Regions from separate parts of the Mus musculus genome. Here all the other regions are linked to region 1. The links are chromatin contacts, called in public ChIA-PET and HiChIP or PLAC-seq maps. All regions are on one chromosome and are shown on one strand. Each heading gives the region's core, a stretch centred on a gene start, on an enhancer-like site or on the middle of the called end of the contact. The rest is flanking DNA. Distances are from core to core; before and after follow the strand shown.

Region 1 (4,588 bases), core at 1,418-3,917:
TTCGTGGTTCCTCTTGTTTGTTTGTTTGTTTGTTTGTTTGTTTATTGGCTTTCCGAGACAGGGTTTCTCTGTGTAGCCCTGGCTGTCCTGGAACTCCCTCTGTAGACCAGGCTGACCTCAAATTCAGAAATCCGCCTGCCTCTGCCTCCCGAGTGCTGGGATTAAAGGCGTGCTTCCTTATCTTAAAGACACTAATTTACTGGCTTTCATACTTCACTTAAAAATGAAAGCATATTAGTAAGTGATTAGATATTTTATATGAGTTTAATGTATAGACTAAGCCTTTTTTGAGCTCTCCTGTGTTTTGTTTTATTTTGTTTTGATACATTCTGTAGAGTCTGGGCCATCCCCTTCTGCTTCATGATTCTGAGCTCAGGGCTTACAGACTGACTTCACCGTGCCTCACTCAGGTGAACACAAGTTCACTATGGATTCCTATGCGAGTCATTTTCACTGAAACAAGGACTTTTCATCATATTAAATTTCACACGGTGATTGTATTAACTTTCACTCAGTGCTTTTATTCTCTTCTGACTCATTCATGACTGTAAATATACCTGGAAAGTTTTTGAGAGGACAGACATATGCCTTGGATCTAGCAATAATAGATAACTGTGCCTTAGGAGTGTTACAAGCTAAGCAGAGCTATATCTATGTGTGCTTTGTCCAAGCATGATATATTCCTAAGAATCTCCCACCTGGAAGTGATTGCTAAGTTCAAAGACAGTTTGGCTTATAATTTATTTCTGAGTACCTGCTTTGTGAACACATCTTTATCATCTGTTGACTTCTTCATTATCTGTGACAATTTTTTTCTCTTTTCTTTCGACATTAAATTTCCTTTTTGATACCTGTGCATTATTAATGAGAAGAAAAAAGTATCTAGAGGTCAGATTTGTGGGGTTTGCCCTACTGGTGACACTGGCTATAGCTAAGAATCTGCCAAAGTATAGTAGTAAGTATTGTTTACTTTCTTCTTGGCACCATGTGCTGATTAAAGGCTGGGAGAGTAGATGTGGGGCAGGAATGAAGAAACTCAAAGTTGTTTTGCAAGGTACTGTATTAGATGGTTGTATTATGTATTTCTTAATTTTTTTTAAAAGCACTTTCATGTAACCTAGGCTGCCCTCAAAGTTGCTATGAAGCTGAGGATGATGTAAAATTTCTGATTCTCCTGCCTCTACCCTCTGCTGGAGTTATAGCGTGCACCACCATACCTGCTTAATGGGTGCTGGGAATGGACCCAGGTCCTCTGCGAGTAAGGCAAGCACAGCTGAGCTACCTCTGCAGCCTACCTAGTGAATATTTCCTTCTGTGATGCTTAAAGCAGCTATCCATGGGGTGGATCCTGTGTCTCAGCAAAGTAGTCTGAAAACCACGTTCTAATCCTTGCTCTACAGCCAGCTGCGCCCCTGCAGTCATAACTCAGAGCAGTACATGTGGGAAAAGGGGTTAGGTCAGCCTTGTGCTGGAACTTCCATAGCTCTGTTCATGGAGAATGGGCAGGCGTTGTCAAAGAAGTCTAAATCAATTCCTGAACTAAAACAGTTCCTGTCCATCTATATCGAGGGCTTAAGAGCTTTCAAAGTGATACCACCCGAGAGTCATGGCTCTCCTCTTCTCTCCTCACAAGACAGCAATCTCTTGAGATTAAGGAGTTGTTTTTACAAATTTCTTTTTAAACTTTCTTTCTTGTATGTGTGCATGGGGAGGGAGAGGCGTGCACAAGCCTGTGGGTGCCCTGGAGGCTTAGATCCCCTGAGCTGAAGTTACAGCCGAGTCCTGAACTTCCTGAGGTGCACTGGGTGGGAACTGAGCTCATCCTCTGAAGGCATTTGCAGTCTTCACTGCTTGAGTCATTAATTCATCCACTAATCAGATGACTTCATCGAGGCCAGTTTTTATTTTAGTGCTAGAAAATTTGTTTATATTACTCTTAGTAATTTGAGAATCTAGAATTGAAAAATCATTCATGTTTTGATTAAAAGCATGAATTGTATTTTGTCATAAAGCTTGAGGTGGGCTAGAGAGATGGCTCAGTGGTTATGAGCAATGCCCACTCTTCCAGAGGACCTGGGTTCAATTCCCAGCACCTACACACAATCTTTAACTCCAGTTTCAGGATCTGATGTTCTCTTCAGGCTTTCTTGAGCACCAGGCACTGATGCATAGATACACATATGTGCAGACAAAACACCCGCACACCATATTCAGAAAATAAACATTTTTGAGGTAATTATTTTTCTCTGCATATTTGTAATTAATAGACATGTAAATGAAGATTTTCTTTTTCCTGGGGAGGGTTGGTGTTTTGTTTTGTTGTTGTTGTTGTTGTTGTTGTTTTGTCACTGTGTTGCCCAGGATGATCTGGGACTTGGAGCCTTTGGGCTTCTGAGTACTGTGTCACGTAGCATGGATGTTTACTCTGTGAGTGTGTAGGTGTGTTCACCTGTGCACACACACTGACCTGGAGGAGGGTGCTGGGTGTCTCATTGTATATCACTGTCTACTTTATCATTCCCTTTGCATCTGGATTTCCTACTGAATCTGCAGTTTAGCTGATGGCCAGAAAACCCAGCTGTCGTCCTGCCTCCATTTTACAGCACTGGCTTACAGGCAGACGTATGAGGTCATGCCTGGATTCTCACCCTGGTGCTGAGGATATGACTCACATCCTCATGCCTGTACATCAAGTGTGCTTATCTGCTCAGCCATCTTCTCTTTTCTCAGCCTCATGCCTCATGCGTGCTTCTCTCCCCCCCCTCCCTCCCCTTCTTCTCTTCTCTGTGACAGGGTCTCATCATGCAGACTTGACTGGCCTTGAACTTGAAGAGATCTGCCTGCCTCTGCTTCCTGAGTGTGGAATAAAGCATGTGCCACCTGCCAGCATGCCCACGTTGCCTTTTCACACCAACAATATTTTTAAAGTTTTCAAAAGTACATAGTTTTTTAAAAGCATGGGTGTTTTGCCTGCAGGTGTGTATGTGCCCCATCTGTGTGCGTGGTGCCTGGGGTGCAGGAAGAGTATTGCATCCTTGGAGTAGAGTTGGTTGTGAGCCTCTGTGTGGGTGCTGAAAAAAGCCTGGTCTTTTTGTATATCACTGATATACAAATATAACACTGCAAGAGCAATGTGCTCTTTAGTGCTTTGCCTTCTTTATAGCCCCTACTTTAAAGACTTTCTTTGACTCTGAAGTCTTACTCAGTGAGTCTCTGGGTGTAAGAGAAGGTTGGGGCATCTTGAGTCGTGGCTTGTGCTGGTGCCACAGCATGCACTGGGGCACTGGACACTTGATTGTGGAGTCGTAGAACTGCTTGACATCTGGCCAGCGGCACTTGCCTGCTGCAGTCTCTTCCGCTTTAACTCTGGATGGAGCGAGCACAGATATGGTGCTGGGCAACCATGTCTTGGTAGCACTATGTGAAGGTACCAGCAGTGGTCAGGTCCCAATACTCTCTGTACATGCTGTCTGTACCACTGCACGAGTATATGCTGTGCTGACTTCCCAAACACCCGCCCACAGAGCACTGCCTACCCCTAACTAAACCATCTTCTTTAGCTGTGACACAAAGTACCAGAAGTGGGATTCGGTCACATGGCTGGGTACAAAGAAGGGCATCCAGGACAGTGGTGGCATGTGGCACGTCGGGATGGGCAAGCAGCACCCTACCCTGCACCCCAAAGTGTGCCCAAGGCCCTCATGGCAGTCAGTCCTCATAACCCCCACTCATAAAAGGATTTTTGTTTTTGTTTTTGTTTTTGTTTTTCGAGGTTTTCTCTGTGTAGCTCTGGCTGTCCTGGAACTCACTTTGTAGACCAGGCTGGCCTCGAACTTAGAAATCCCCCTGCCTCTGCCTCCTAAGTGCTGGGATTAAAGGCGTGTGCCACCACCGCCTGGCACAAAAGGATTTTTAACAGACTTAATTCTGGTTGTGGGTATGTGCATCTGAGAGTCTCTGGAGCTAGAGGTAGAGGAAGTTATGAGCTGCCTGATGTGGGTGCTGGTGCAGACTCTAGTTCCCTGGGGATCCCTCGATGCTCCCACCACTGAGCCATCTCTCTAGCCCTGCATTATTTCTCGGATATAAAATCATTTCTTCTAAAATACAGCTTTTGACAGAAAGCTTAGAAAGTTGAGTCAGCTATTCAGAGACACACGTTTGCTTCTTTAGTTTTCATGTCTTCAGGATTTATTTTATTTTGTTTTTACTTTTGCTTTTTAGACTGTGGGTGAGAACAACTGAGGATTGAACCCTGGGCCCCTGTAAGTGTTCTAACAGGGAGCTATACCCCCAGGCTTTTAAAAAATTGTTTATTTGTAAATGACTTACTTATGTTGATGTGTATGAGTATGTGCCTGCATATATTAATATGTGTGCACATATGTGTGCCTGGTGCCCGTGAAGTCCAGAAAAGGTTGTCAGATTCCCTCGAACTGGAGTTAGTTGTGAGCTGGTGTGTTGGGTTCTCTGCAAATGCTCTTAACCACAAGTCATTTCTCTAGCCTCTTATTTTTTATTTTGAAACCAATTCTCACTAAACTTCCAAAGCTGGCCTCAAATTCTTAACCTTTCTATTCTGCCTCCA
Region 2 (4,244 bases), core at 326-2,825, 500 kb before region 1:
GGCTCCTACTTTTGACTAAAACAAAAAAAACAAGATGGTTTATCTAAGGCGGCAAATTTTCATCTTATCTCCCCAATAATGCTAAGAAAATGAGACCTGTTGTAGCTAGCATTTCCTCTACAGCCAGAACACACTGGTGAGAAGGACAAAGTGCCCTGCACTGCCCCAAAACCAGAACCACCACAGGCTGGCGAGTAGTATGCAGAGCCTCAAAATAAGCAGGGAAGGGAGTTCCTGATTCCTCTGCTATCCGCTCTTCTCTTCCAGTTTTACCCTGGCCCACCCCTAGATGGAGAGCCCGCCCAACTAGTGTGTGTAAAGTCCTTACTCAGACCTAGGAAACGCATGAAGCACCAGCTACTTTCTACCCAGCTCCTGCTCACCTGGGCCCTTCCGAAAGTTGGAGAGCTTGGAGCAGCTTTGCTTCTGCGGGTTTGAACAAAACGCCAGGGTGGACCGACTTCTGGCGAGACCACAGAGCACTCAGCAAAAGTTGTGTTGCACAGATGCCGTCATGGTGGTTTCTACAGCCGAGGTCGGAATTCCAGAGTTTGTTTTATTTTCAATTACATGCCCAATGAAATGCATGAAGCCCCGGAGAACGAGAGCAAGGAAATGCCACGCTTTCTGTATTCAGACAGAAATCCGGAGGCTTCAGTAAACAGTCATGGGTAAGAAAACTGACGGCCAGGGAAGACAACACACCCCGGATGCAACAGTGGTAAACGGTTTTTATTCAGGCAATGAAACATGGAAAAAATATATTAGTAATTATCATAATAATTTCTTTTGTGTGAGTATAACTTTTACAAATATTTACCTGACATATAAAAAGGGAAATTACTATGTGTATAAAATCTATGAGGATGATTGCTCCACACAACACCGTCCTGACAGCAGGAGTCAAGGCAGTGTGTGCCTCCCTCCACCTCCACCCCAGTGAGGGTCTCCTCACGCACTCCAGGGCACGAGGAGGCAGGGGAGGGGCTGGGGTTGTTGGGACACAGTGGGAGCAAATGTGCAATAAACACTTGGCACGTTAGTACAGTGGGTATGTATTGGCAAACACAGACTCGCTAACAGCAGGACTGGAAAGCTGACCGATGCCTTGGAGACTTAACAGGGTGCCTGAATCCTGTCCCAAGGACTGCAAGGGTCAAAGCCAAGGCTGCGGGTGTGACCGTCACACTGCCCTGTATCTGGTCTGGATGTGGTTTCAGAGTTCAGATTTCTATGTGTCCATTTGAAAGATTACAAATAGTAGAATCAGTTACTATTAACTGAGGGTGGGAAGCATTTTTGCTGGGCCTTCTCAGAAACTACGAGAAGGCAGGGGCCTAAGAGAGGCATCCTGACAGTTGGTATTGAAGACACCATACAGGGAAGGTTCAGGCCAGACCTCAGCCCCACACTTGGCGGCCTCTGAGTGGTGAAAACATCACACAGCCTACCTGAGGCCAACATGGCAGCAGCATCTCCAAACTAGAACTATAACTGGGGTGTGTGTGTGTTTACATAAAGCTGGAACCGCGGCGCAATTAAGAGAGTCATTCCTCAGGAATCTTATTTGTCCAAATCTAACTGCATGCGGAGAGGCACGGACAGGGGGGCTGCATTCAGATGGAAACTACGAGAAGTGCAGTCTATGCAGTGCCAAGTGCTTGCCTTACTCTGTTCTAGCAGAAGGCCTATGGAGAGGCACTGGCTCTATATGCAGTTCCCTTTTCTCTCCACACAGGAAGGACTTAGTAGTAAATTTTTCTTTTTTTTTCCCCCAGAACTGGGGGGTGGGGGGGTGGAGGATGACATCCAGGGACGTGTGCATGCTGAGCAAGTGTGTCACCAACTGAGCTACATCCCCAGCCCTGTTAAATTGCTTAAAAAAAAATCGTAACCTGGAGGCCAGTCAAACCTTTCCTGGACATCAGGAAATAAATTCATTATTAAAACTTTTTGAAAGGTGATTTCTTCAACCTTTGGCTTGGTGTTCTGGGACTCCCAGACCCTATCTGTTCATTAGTAAGTAAATAGTAATCTGTTACCTTTAAAATTCTCTATAATAGATACATCTTTAAATTCCTTGCCTAAATCATTTACTCTTTCAACATCTATATTCTCTCTTCCCAAGAAGACTTTAAAAAAAAAACAAACAAACAAAACCTGAGAGGGAGCTTAGAGGGCCACAGTCCTACAGAGACACAGCAGGAACAGCTGAGCAGAGAGATCATCTGAAATGGAGCCCCGGGGAATTGGGAAGGGGGCTTCAGAAGGGCCACGCCACTTTCAATTCAGCATGCCCTGAACTTAGGCCACAGATCCTAAAGAGACTGTGAGCCGCAGAGTGCCCTTTCTAGCCTGCGCCATCTTTGCTGAAAGGGAAGTCTTTGGCCTGCCATGCTCAGCCCAGGGCTGCCCAGTGAGCGAGCGATTGAGCAAGCTTTTGTACACAGGCATGTCTGCAGGGGGAACAGGGCCACTGGCTGGAAAGGAAGTTTAGCGTTAAGCTATAACCCTGAAATCAGGGATTTCATCCCATCCACTCTGGGCCTCCCAGCCCTGTGCTTCAGGACTTCCTAATTTGGTCTGTTTCTCAAGATGCCTGAATCCACATTAGAGCTTCAGAGAATATGAAGTGTAGGGGAATTCCCGGTCTCCAAACAGAGCGAGCACTGCTTTCCGACCCACCGTAAGCTGGGTCAGTCTGTAATGCTGACGGACAGGTTAAGAATTGCCTGTACTTTGGCAAAGCAGAACTGAAGAAACGGTTCTCAATGAGATCGTCTAATATCCCACAAGCCACTGTGAGCCTTTCTCCTGTGTTTTATATCTTGTTTGACAGTGCTGGGGATTGGCAACAGTGCCTGGCACATGGTCGGCAAACGCTACCACCAGACACAGCTTTCAAGTCTTTGAAAACAAGGGCCCCACGGTATAGCCCAGTCGAGGCCTGAACTTTTAGTCCCTGCCTCTGCCTCCAGGGTGCTAGGGTTATAGGCATGTGCCACCATGCCTGGTCCCCCCTTCTAATCACCTAACAAAGAAGCTTTTGGCCCCTAGCGTGTGTTGAAGACGACTTTATATTTTTTACTCTCCAGGGTGCTAAAAAGCTTTTTAGGGCTTATATAATTAAAACAAAATAAATAAATAGACTTTACTCTGCCTAGTATATTTTCTTAATTTGCCAGTTGTGCAAGCTACATTCTTATTCTTGGCGGAGGATCTTCGAAAGCTGGACGTTGTGAACATTTTCCTGGTAATGGTGATGACTAAGAGGCCACTGGCAAACACTGCTTAGAGGGCTAGTTCATGTCCCCTGTACGGCAGCTTCATTTAGCAGGGCCTGTTATTCAAGGCCCGTCTGCCAGTGTGCAGGGAGGGACAGCCACTGCTCCTCTCCTATGCCTAACATACAGCACAGCACAGGACACTTTAAAAATATGCATGCTTAGAAAGATGACAGGGGAAGATACAGTTCCATGATAAAGCACTTGCTTAGCATGTTCAAGACCCTGGGTACAATCTCAGTACTATTAAAAGAAAAAAAAAATCAGGGAACAAGAGATTTCCGATGGAGACCCTCTTAAGCTTTCCATACTGAAAATAAGTCAATATAAAATGAGCGCACACTGATGCCGCCGTAACACTAGCAAGAATTCCTGCGTTGCTTCTTAAAATGCAAAATTAACTTCCCTTGCGGAAGACGGCTAAGCTGACATTGGTTATGACCCTTGAAGACACTTGAACATGACACTATGTCTACTGCTATGGGCTTTGCATTAAGCCACTGTGACAAAATTCAGAGCCCAAATGATTGTCAAGCCATTTCTCCAACCACAGATAACTTCTGTCTGCTTGTGGGTTGTTGGGGTTTTTTTTCTTCTTTTTTGTACAAAATGTTAAAAGACAGTAGGCCTCAGAATATAGCCTAACCTAAGCACCGGTTATAATAAATGCATATTGACAAAAATGTGATTTCTAGCTTGAAAAGACATTACTCACTTCCCTGGGGCTAAAAGTTACAGCACATGGCAACACACTGCTAAAGGAACACTGTTTTTAAGATCTATGGAGGTTCTCCATGAGGCACAATTCATTGCTGAAGTCGGCTCATGCAATGGTTTTACAAGGAGGGATATGCCTGTGTGCTAAATAGTGCACATTTACCATGAAGACACAGGGTATAAGATTAAGGCAAAAAAAAAAAAAAAAAAAAAAAAAAGGCATCAAAACTTGAGTGGACTTGA
Region 3 (4,089 bases), core at 1,013-3,512, 500 kb after region 1:
AACACACTTCTGCTTCTCCTTGAACAGGCTGGATCCCCAGGCCTCGGGAGGTGGGCTTCCCGTGCCTCATGGCACCAGGTACAGAAGATGTCCTCACAGCTAATTTGAAATCTTTCAGTAGTTGCTTCCTCTAGTAGGCCAGTCCTAGCCTCATCTTTAATAACTGCAACCTCCTCCAGCATTTTTCGAATTTCTGTGTGACTCTCCTTCTTCTCACTACAGAACACTAGCTTAGTAAAATAACTAGTAAGGCAGACTACTATACCACCCATCTTCACTATATAGCCCCTCAGAAGTACAGAACAGGTTTTCAATAAATAACAAGCCATATGATGTGTTCAGAGTTTAAGGTAACTACATAAATTATTTTTGGGGTACCATCTGTTAACCATATCATGATTTTTTTTTTCTTTGCAGTGGACTAAAGTAGAGAACCTAGTATCAATACCCTATAAAATGTTAATAAACCACTCTTCTGGTGTTCCTAATATATAGCTACTTCTCTGAAACGAATTTAGGTACAGTTTCTAGGTCCATTTAATTCAATGTCTCCTAATTTGTGACAACCAGAGCTGCTGAGGCTACCAGGTTCAGTAAGATGCTGCCAGCCTCCCCAGCACCCCAGTCAGATGAGACAGAGATGTTACAGCACACAATTACAGACATAAGTACACAACTTCACCAAAACAAAAAGGTATAAGGCAAACCTGACAGAAAAAAACACACAAGATACATCTTAAGGAAAGATGAAGCAGTCAGGGGACGGGCATCCCAGGCCAAGCAAAGCTGCCTATCTGAGCAGTTACAGGAGTGTAAGGACAAGCAGGGGAAGATGGTACAAACACAGGAGTACCTGCTGCTTATGCTGCCATCATCAGCAATTTGGACTTTATTCACTACAGAGGTATCCTGGGATGTCTAAGCTTTATAAACAAGGGGCTGGCAGTGTTTTTATGAGGGACAGAGAGAAAGCTGAAGACTAGGACTGACAAAAAGTTGAGACTGTGAGTACTTGAATTCAAGGATGGTGGTGAGAGAATAACCTCTCTATTCTATGAGGTTAACCTAAGTCTCGAGGAAGGGGTCCTAGGAGCAGCTGATAAGAGCACTTAGCATCAAGACTAATGATCCGAGTTAGGTCCCAGAGCCCACAAGGTGGAAGGAGAGAACCCACTCCCACAAACTGTCCTCTGACCCACAACATGTGTGCCTGGTGCCCAGCTGCCTGGAGTTATAGATGGTTGTGAACTGCCTTGTGGGTGCTGGGAATCGAACCCGGGTCACCTGCAAGAGCAACAAGTGTTCTTTTCTGCTGAATTAAAGCCTAGTTTTTTTGTTTTATCTCAGTGACACCAGGATTTCAGATTTAAGTAGTTGGCGAATGTATTAAACCATATACCTGATAACTCTGAAGGCAAGTCCATGTGTGCTCAAGTAAAACGAGCTAGGAAAAGATGGTATGTGGGTTCAATAGTCAAAGTTCTAGAGATGGTAGCCACTAAATAGATCCTTAAGAGAAGCAATATTTAAGGGTACAGAAAATAGTTTATAAGGGAGAGAATGCGCCACACACTCCAAACTACAGAGGGTCAAGCCTGTAACACTTGTCTTCAGCTTGAAAAATCGCTGCGCCTACACAAAGGTAACAACGTTCAGAAGTGCACTGTAGGGATGGAAAGATGGCTCTGCAGTTGAGAGCACTGACTGCTCTTACATAGGTCCTGAGTTCAATTCCCAGCAACCACATGGTGGCTCACAACCATCTGCAGTGAGATCTGATGCCCTCTTCTGGTGTGTCTGAAGACAGCGACAGTGTACTCACATACATTTAAAAAAAAAAAAAAAGGTCTTCCTTCCCAGCTTAGAGGAAATGAAATGCGCGTTTGTCCTCGTTGTCTAGTTAGACGGTCACCTGGATTCTGAACGTGGACCACAGGTTTGTACAATCCACGCATCTGCTGGTTCCCCCCCCTTTAAAAAAAAACTGCGTATGGCCAGGGACGAGCTCTTCCACGTTCTCCTGCAGGCTTTCGGACCCAACAGGCCGTTCTTTATCAAGCTGCAGCAGAAAACGCCGGACAAATTAACGACAGTCACCACTACGAGAACGACTGCAGTCAGGATCCCAAACAAACGCGCTCTCTTCCGGCCAAGGCGCAGAGGGCCCACCCACTTCCGCACTGCTGACCACGCCCCACAGGCGCGCCTCGCCCCAGCCAATGGTCAGCTTCCCTGGGAACGTTACCTTCAGCCAATCAGAGACGGCGAGCCGAGTCCTCGCGAGAGGTGAGGCTGAAGCTGCCTCCGCCATCTTGAAGATGGGAGACGGGCGACAGCTGTGGTCCTTCTGCTAAAGCAAACCCCACAACGGACAGGGTAGTCACTCCCCCACCCCAACCCCCACCCCACGGCGAGGTGATCGTCCCCGTAACTGCTGACCGACGCCACCGAGAGCGGCGAGCGTTATCAAGGCCGAGCGCGGCGACCCCGACGGCCCCCTTCGCCTGCCTCCCGGGCCGAAGGGAAGTGTGGAGGGCCAGAAGGATGGTGCAGTCCTGCTCCGCCTACGGCTGCAAGAACCGCTACGACAAGGACAAGCCCGTCTCCTTCCACAAGTAGGTAACTGGCGTGCTCCGCGGCCGCGGCGACAGGGGCGCGCGGGCGGGTGGGGGCGGAGCCCGGCGCGTGGCCGCGCGAGACCTGGAGGAGGCGGGGCGGGCGCTCGGGCGCTCAGGGCGGCGGACGGGCCGGGCCGGCGGGGGCGGGGACCCACGGGGGCGCGTCCCCGTGGCTGCGCGCCCCCGCTGCGCATCCCGGGCGCGCGGCGTCTCCGTTGGTCTTGGCCTCCGCTGGGGGCTGAGACCGCGCGCCTTCGCGCTCGCGGAGGGTTTCCGGCGGGCGGGCAAGCGAGCGAGCGACGCCCAGAAGCCTCTCGCAGCCCTGCGTACCTCTTCGTCCCAAGCCGCGGCGTGGCCGTGGCACATAGGGAGGAAGTCGAGCTGGGAACGCACAGGGGGAGGAGGACAGGTTTCGGACCTCACTGTGGATGCCGGGAAGGAAGCAGGGCAGCTGACCGGGATGCCAGGGAGGACTCTTAAGTCCTAGCGTCAAAGAACCAACCTTTAGCATCCATGGGCTTTAGAGGAGGCTCTTGGTATTGTCGAGATGAACCCCTGTCTTTCAACACACAGGAAGAACGAGACGATAGCACACACTTGACTCTGTTGCCGTGGTGAAGGTTAATGTGAGCGAATACCAGCTTTACCCCCACAGCCGTCAGGGCTCGTTCTTGTAGTGGGTGCAGCAATCAAGAAGCCAGGGTGAAAAATACTCTGGAGAGATGGCTCAGCGGTTGAGAGCACTGACTGCTCCTCCAGAGGTCCTGAGTTCAATTCCCAGCAACCACATGGTGGCTCACAACCATCCGTAATGAGAAATGACGCCTTCTTCTGATGTGTCTGAAGACAGCTACAGTGTACTTATATATAATAAATAAATCTTTTTAAAGAGAAAAATAAAAATACTCTCTTGAAAGAAGAAAGTCATAGAATTAGCGTTACTGATGGTGTTTGTTAATGCTAACAGTCCACAAAATGTGACAATTTTTAGGCAGGTAAATTTGTTGTTACAAGTTTTATGTTAGGTTTTGGAGGAATTCCTGACTGTATGCAGATGATAGCTAAGAAATCAGATCCACTGGTAAATTATGCAAGTTATCCATAGCAAAACGATTACAGAAACAAATTTCACAATGGTCTCTCAGATTTTGAGGGGTCAGTAGTGTTCATGTTTAATAATGTTTGCAAGAAAGTAAGACTTGTGTGCTGTTTTCTCTGGGGAATAGGCTAGAATATAGCCTAAACTATGACTTGGTTTTTTGAAATTTCATACATCCTCAGAATGTAGGACTAGATGAGGGAATGGTGACAGGGACGTGCATTCGACTTGCCGCCTCCCTTTCCTATGCTTTATTAAGATGGCCCAGGGAACCTTCAAGTATGCAGACTAGTTAAAAATGGCACACATCAAAAAGACCGTTTCAACTGCTGGGTGTTGGAAAATAAGAACAAGGGCTAACATGAGTCTTAA

The links. ChIA-PET counts read pairs in DNA pulled down with a chosen protein or histone mark. HiChIP or PLAC-seq counts read pairs in DNA pulled down with a chosen protein or histone mark.
Region 2: an HNF4G HiChIP or PLAC-seq map of pancreatic cancer cells shows a contact between it and region 1. The contact joins two enhancer-like sites. A contact is called at or near these places in 1 of 115 datasets of contacts at active chromatin or transcription factors (pancreatic cancer cells) and 2 of 9 other capture datasets (adipose tissue and embryonic stem cells).
Region 3: a contact with region 1 is called in an RNA polymerase II ChIA-PET map of memory CD8 T cells, with 16 read pairs. The contact joins the promoter of Thap1 here to the enhancer-like site in region 1. A contact is called at or near these places in 5 of 39 promoter capture datasets (embryonic stem cells, hippocampal neurons, liver and 2 more), 7 of 115 datasets of contacts at active chromatin or transcription factors (craniofacial prominence, effector CD8 T cells, embryonic stem cells and 2 more) and 2 of 9 other capture datasets (liver and pancreatic islet).

Annotation. Positions count from the first base shown.
Region 1 is chr8:25,651,439-25,656,026 of GRCm38.p6, forward strand. The region is part of intron 3 of Nsd3 (nuclear receptor binding SET domain protein 3); the gene reads left to right. Among named protein-coding and RNA genes, the nearest start is that of Nsd3, 13 kb to the left of the region's middle. Within about 2 kb of position 2,668, at least 96 of the 459 cell types and tissues checked have an H3K27ac peak or open chromatin away from gene starts, as enhancers often do. A contact at or near this core is called in effector CD8 T cells, memory CD8 T cells and pancreatic cancer cells, where this site is marked.
Region 2 is chr8:25,153,841-25,158,084 of GRCm38.p6, forward strand. Tacc1 (transforming, acidic coiled-coil containing protein 1) reads right to left here. Exons shown (of 13, transcript NM_177089.5): 13 at 712-4,244. Among named protein-coding and RNA genes, the nearest start is that of Mir8108, 3.3 kb to the right of the region's middle. Within about 2 kb of position 1,576, at least 12 of the 459 cell types and tissues checked have an H3K27ac peak or open chromatin away from gene starts, as enhancers often do. A contact at or near this core is called in pancreatic cancer cells, where this site is marked.
Region 3 is chr8:26,155,907-26,159,995 of GRCm38.p6, forward strand. It overlaps Thap1 (THAP domain containing, apoptosis associated protein 1), which reads left to right and starts at 2,263. Exons shown (of 3, transcript NM_199042.2): 1 at 2,263-2,615. The coding sequence starts at 2,545.